2 separate regions of the Ovis aries genome follow, and region 1 is linked to region 2. A link is a contact called in public Hi-C data. All regions are on one chromosome and are shown on one strand. The core of a region is the stretch at or near the end of the contact, and the rest is flanking DNA. Distances in the headings are between cores, read along the strand shown. Region 1 has its middle 84 kb from the start of EPCAM. Region 2 has its middle 48 kb from the start of EPCAM.

The links. Hi-C and Micro-C count contacts between places; a contact is called where the count stands out from the background.
Region 1: a Hi-C map of tail adipose tissue shows a contact between it and region 2, with 2.5 times the contacts expected there. The contact joins two enhancer-like sites. A contact is called at or near these places in 6 of 16 Hi-C or Micro-C datasets (hypothalamus, liver, omental adipose tissue and 2 more).

Annotation. Positions count from the first base shown.
Region 1 is chr3:77,114,096-77,116,901 of ARS-UI_Ramb_v3.0, reverse strand. No RefSeq gene overlaps it. Among named protein-coding and RNA genes, the nearest start is that of EPCAM, 84 kb to the right of the region's middle. Within about 2 kb of position 1,276, at least 19 of the 54 cell types and tissues checked have an H3K27ac peak or open chromatin away from gene starts, as enhancers often do. A contact at or near this core is called in hypothalamus and tail adipose tissue, where this site is marked.
Region 2 is chr3:77,077,724-77,080,574 of ARS-UI_Ramb_v3.0, reverse strand. No RefSeq gene overlaps it. Among named protein-coding and RNA genes, the nearest start is that of EPCAM, 48 kb to the right of the region's middle. Within about 2 kb of position 1,499, at least 27 of the 54 cell types and tissues checked have an H3K27ac peak or open chromatin away from gene starts, as enhancers often do. A contact at or near this core is called in hypothalamus and tail adipose tissue, where this site is marked.

The sequences.
Region 1 (2,806 bases), core at 27-2,526, 37 kb before region 2:
CCAGGCAGGAACACTGGAGTGGGTTGCCATTTCCTTCTCCAATGCATGAAAGTGAAAAGTGAAAGTGAAGTCGCTCAGTCGTCCGACTCAGCGACCCCATGGACTGCAGCCTACCAGGCTCCTCCATCCATGGGATTTTCCAGGCAAGAGTACTGGAGTGGGTTGCCATTTGGGTGTATGGTTACATGCAAAGTCAGAACTGTCGGTTTGGCAGGCCAGGTTCCCTGTTTATTTACCATGAATTCTGTTTGGTCTCTCCAGGCTCATTGAATGACCAGGGGCAGAAAACCTTCATTGGCTGGGGCGCTTCTCTAAAGGAGAAGCAGCAGAACATAAAGGGAGCAAATACTCCCATTTCCTGTCCAATCAAGGATAAACCCATGCTGTCCTCAAGGGCCATTTGCATCTGGTCACACGTTACCTGATCCCCTGGAGGAGGGGCTGGCAACCCACTCCAGTATTCTTACCTGGAAAATCCCTTGGACAGAGGAGCCTGGTGGGCTACAGTCCATAGGATCACAAAGAGTAGGACAACTGAGTGACTTAACATGTACTCACGCCACATCTATGATCTTTGTGAGCACCCGCCACAGACAGTCTATTCTCCAAAGACAGCCAGGAGGTCGAATAAGATCATAAATGCTCATAAACTTAAGTTAGACTGTCTCTCTTCTCAAATCCCTGTAATGGCTCCCCATCTCACTTGCGGTAAAAACAGAAGTTTCTGCCTAGGCCTAAAGGTTCCAAGTGCTCTGGCCCCTGCTTCTTAATGACTTATTGGAGCCTCTGTCTACAGCTTCGCTATCACTCACTCCTGTGGCCATATCCACCTGCAGTCCCATGAACTCAGCAGACATGCTCCCATCTCAGACTCTGGCTCTTGCTAGTCCCTCTGCCTGGAATGCTGTTTCCCTAGTTGTCCACGTGACCCACCCCCTCACCTCCTTCAGGTCCTTATTTAAATGCCATCTTAGGGAGAGAGGCTTTCCCTGTCTTTCCTGTCTAAAATAACACCCTCCCTCATCCTCTGGGCCATTGGCCTGTTCGGCCCCTCAGTTGCTATTCTATCATTTATCACAACCTGACATATTACTTATTTCTGTTTATTTGCATGTTGTCTGCCTTCCCAACAAGTATATAAGCTCCATAAGGACAGAGAACTGTTTTCTTTCTCATCCGTTTATTTCGGTATCCATTTTTATTTCTCATCCAGCATCTAGTAAACAGCCAGGCTCATATTCAGTGCTCAGTACATTTGTGAAATGACTGCATGAATGTGCCAGGCAGTAAGCCAAGTACCAGGACAGACCGTGAAAAAGCCTGGGCTCTTGCCCTTGAAGAACAGACTGGCAGACAGGCAAATAATTACAAACTAGAGAGATGAGAGTTCTGTCCAAGTACAGATGCATGTAAAGTGCACTCGAGGGCTCAAGGAAGGATATGATTCACTCTGCCTGGAGATCAGTGGAAAGCGTGAGGATGACGCCATTGGGCAAAGGAGAAAGGGAAAAGGCATTCCAAACTGAGATAGGAGTGAAGAGCGAGCACAAAGGCAGAGGTATGAAAACATTAACTTGTTCAGGGAACTAGCAGGTAGGCTGGCCTGGCTGGAATGCAGGATGCAAGGCAGGTGTGGCAGGAGGTAAGCTTGGAAAGATTGGTTGAGGACAGATTATTAAGGGCTTGTTAGAATGATGATGACTGACTCTCTAGATTTCAGATCCATGCCAGGCCTGTGGGGACATTTCAGGGCAAAGAGCTTATTTCTAATCTCCGGACAGGGTGCCACAGGAGCAGCCATGTCCTGCCGCTGGGGAAGGCCTGGGCTATAGGCTAGGGTCTGAGCACCCGTGGGAGCAGCCTGGTGGCGCTGCTTGCCTTCCTGTTACTGACCTAAACAAGACCCTCAAGTAGGATCCTCCCAGCTCCGCAGAGCCCAAGTGTCCTGGGCCACAATTCTTCAACTTCATCACCGAAAGTCCAAGTTTCAAAATGTCCTTATTTTGCAATCTGACTCAAAAGGGTGGGGAGTGGAAAAATTGTAGACAGCAGCCACCAAGGGACCGTGGCTTAATATAACTGGTGACCTGGGAAACAAGAGAGGCAGAAAATAAGTTCCCTCTTGGACTGACGAACGGAGAGGGCCTGTCATAGCTGACTCAAAATCAAGACTTTTCCTTCAAGCAGGGGAAGCGCATTTGCGTGCTTGCAGGACAAGAGGATTCTTTTCTTCGGCTTCCTCCTGGGTTATGTTGATCCTCTCCCACCCCTTCTCCACCTCAATCCTTCCCTCCAGACTTCCTTTCTTTTTTTTTCTCTTCTCTTGTGTCCTACCCTGCTTTCCTCTCCTCCCCTCCTTCTCTATTCCTTTAGCTTAAGCACAAGACAGATATTAATTTTTCAAATATATTTATTATTTATTTATTTGGCCGCACTGGGTCTTCGCTGTGGCATGTAAACTCTTAGCTGCAGCCTGTGGGACCTAGTTCCCTGAACAGGGATTGAACCCGAACCGTCTGCATTCAGACTGAGGAGGCTTAGCCGCTGGACCACCAGGGAAGTCTGAGACAGATATTTAAAACGGTTAAAGGATAGTTATTTAAAGTGGAAAATCATGCCTGCATGCTAAGTCACTTCAGTCGTGTCCGACTCTATGCAACCCCATGACTGTAGCCCACCAGGCTCCTCTGTCCATGGGATTCTCCAGGCAAGAACACTAGAGTGGATTGCCATTCCCTCCAGGGTATCTTCCTGACCCAGAGACCGAACCTGCGTCTCCTTGCACTCCTGCATTGCAGGCAGATTC
Region 2 (2,851 bases), core at 250-2,749:
TACTGGGTAATGGGGAGTGAAGACCATCCCCATGGGACACAGGGGAATTGCCCCCATTTTTATCAACCTGATCTGCTTATTTGGGGCTCTGATCTCTAAGAGGCAATTTAATGCCCCCTCTTGAAACCCCAAAGTCACATACCCGGTCCCTGGGAAGCTGAGATAGTAAGAAAGCCCAGAGCTTCGGATTACTCTTTGATAAGAGTCTTGTTTAAACAGATCGCGTTGAAAAGCTGGGCTCATCCCCACACCTCTCTCCTTTCTTCCTCTCTTGCTTGGAAGATTGGAAGATTGTGCAGTCCCCCCTGAGACCCGGGCAATGACAGACCAACTGCACAGTGCTTTGAAACACGCGCCAATACGGTTCGCAGCCCTGGGTGCCATCATCCCCGTCCCATGCCCCCACCCCGCCACCCCGCCATCCCTCCATCCCCCCATCCCCCATTCCCCCACCCCCATTCCCCCTACCCCCGGCGGCGGGGGGGGGGAGGGGGGGTGAGGGGGAGAGCACACTGATTGCTTAGCCCTGTTTCTGGGCACATCCTACTGGAACTTACTCATTTACATTTTGAAACGAGAGCAAAGTTCATGGGTGTTTGGCTTCTGCACCCTAGGCGTTGCCCCAATCCTGGTTAGAAAAACACAGACAATAGCAGCCTTGGGGAACTGCCCTCTGAAAATAGCACAGCCCCACAGTATTTTGGAAGCACGTTTCTTTGTGGCGAGTCTTTCGCTCTGCGACAGTAGTTCCACCCAAAGATGTAAATAGCAATGAGAAAGGCCACTATTAGGTGGTGGTGGTGGTGTTTTTTTCCACTATTAGGTTTTGTGGTTGCAGGTTCTTTTTCCTCCACCGAAGAGTCGCTTATATTTTTACTTAACTGGAGATCAAAGTGTCCACAAGCGTGGAGGCCCTGTGGCCCTGCCCTTGAACTCTGATAGTTCCCTGCTTCCCCCTCACACCCCCTTTGAGCGCCCTAGCTGCTCTGTCTCAGCACTGTTCCCCTGGGTCCCCTTCTGAAGACTGGTCACCCCAGCTGCAAAATGGGGGTAACACAGTGCAGTCTCACTGGTGTTGGGAGGGTTGAGAGAGCAAGCAAAGCTCCAGGCCTCCCTCGACAGCCCCCGGCACCTAGGCCATGCTCCGGATGGGTTGTTGCCGGTCACCGGAGCTGCCCGAGGTGATGCGGGAGCAGGAATGAGGGCCCCTCTTTTCCCTCCCCTCCATGCAGACGCATTTAGCAGGCAGCCCCAGGGACTGGGCAGGGCCCTGGGGGCTTCAGGTGGAAGCAGCCTGCTCTGAGCCCTGCTTCCAGGTTTCCAGGCCCAGCCCTTCAGCGCAGAACTTTTTGTACATTCCACAGCAACTCAAAGGGCTTTTGTCCCCACAGGGGAAGAACAAACAACAAAAGCAATTGTGTGTCTCCTCACAGGCCCGCAAGCTTGGAAACAGAAACTTCTTTCTCCAAGAGACGGTTCTGCCTGAGTGGCGGTAGCCTCACAAGTGGGGCGCGGGGTCTGAGTTCCCACGTGTGTGCTAGGGTGCGCATCACACACACAATACACTCATACACACAAACCCAGAAACTGCTTCTGGTCAGACAGGGCTGGAAGTCAGAGGTGCCACAGCTGCAAGGGGCCTCGGGAAAGACACGCAGCCAGCCCCCCTCCCCCACCAGGAGACCAGGGAGTCCTATGGCTTGCCGCAGGTCACACGGTTCTTCTCAGGCCTCTCAGCCCAGTCTCACGAAGACCATCAGGCAGCATCTTCTAACGCGTGGGCTTCCCTGGTGGCTCAGCTGGTAAAGAATCCACCTGCAGTGCTGGAGACCTGGGTTCACTCCTTGGGTTGGGAAGATTCCCTGGAGAAGGAAACAGCTACCCACTCCAGTATTCTTGCCTGGAGAACCCCCATGGACGGTCCAGGTAGTCCTGGCAGGCTACATTCCATGGGGTTGCAAAATGCTGGACACAACTGAGCGACTTTCACTTCACCTCAAATACATGGTTATTTATCAAAAGGCCTATCAAAAGGTTGAAACACCAGATAGCCTGTGTGAGATCAATTACATGGAAGAAAGAATTCTGACGGAGAGCGGGTAGATCTCTCATTTTGCCATGTTCTGTCTTTTATTTCCCCCTTTTTCCAGTAACAGCCATAAAAGAAGAGCAAAGGTTTGAAGGGTTTTCCATTTTGTTCGTTAAAGGAAAAAGCTTTTCTTATCAAATGAAATTATTACACATCATTTTACTGCCTCCTTAGAGTCACCCGACCTGTCTTCCCTGCAGACGTGGCTGCCAGCATGCTCAGTGCTGAGTCTGAGGGTCAGCTGTAGCTGGCTCAGCCCAGGAGCATCTGGTGATCCTATCAGGTGTGTGCCCTGGGGCTTGCTTTTCTCTTTTGTGTCTCTTTGTGCATGCTCAGTCGCTCAGTCGTGTCCGACTCTTTGCACCCCCGTGGACTGTGGCCCACCAGGCTCCTCTGTCCGTGGAATTTTCCAGGCAAGAAAACTGGAGTGGGTAGCTATTTCTTACTCCAGGGGATCTTCCTGACCCAGGAGTCGAACCCGAATCTCGTTCTGAAAACTAACAGGCGGATTCTTTACAACCGTACCACCTGTGAAGCTGCGTCTTGTTGTACCCCGAATTTAAATATCATGAGCAATCTTTATGCTGTGAAAAAGCATTCTTCAGCCTGGAGGGGTTGGAAAATGTCAGTGTTGTTTCCAGCTCCACCTGACTGACCAGTTCTACATCAAGCAGGATGTCCGTCCCCTCTCTCTAGGCCTCGATTTCCTCATTTGTGAAATATGGATTGACCTGCCGGTACCTGTCAAGTTTGCCTTTTACA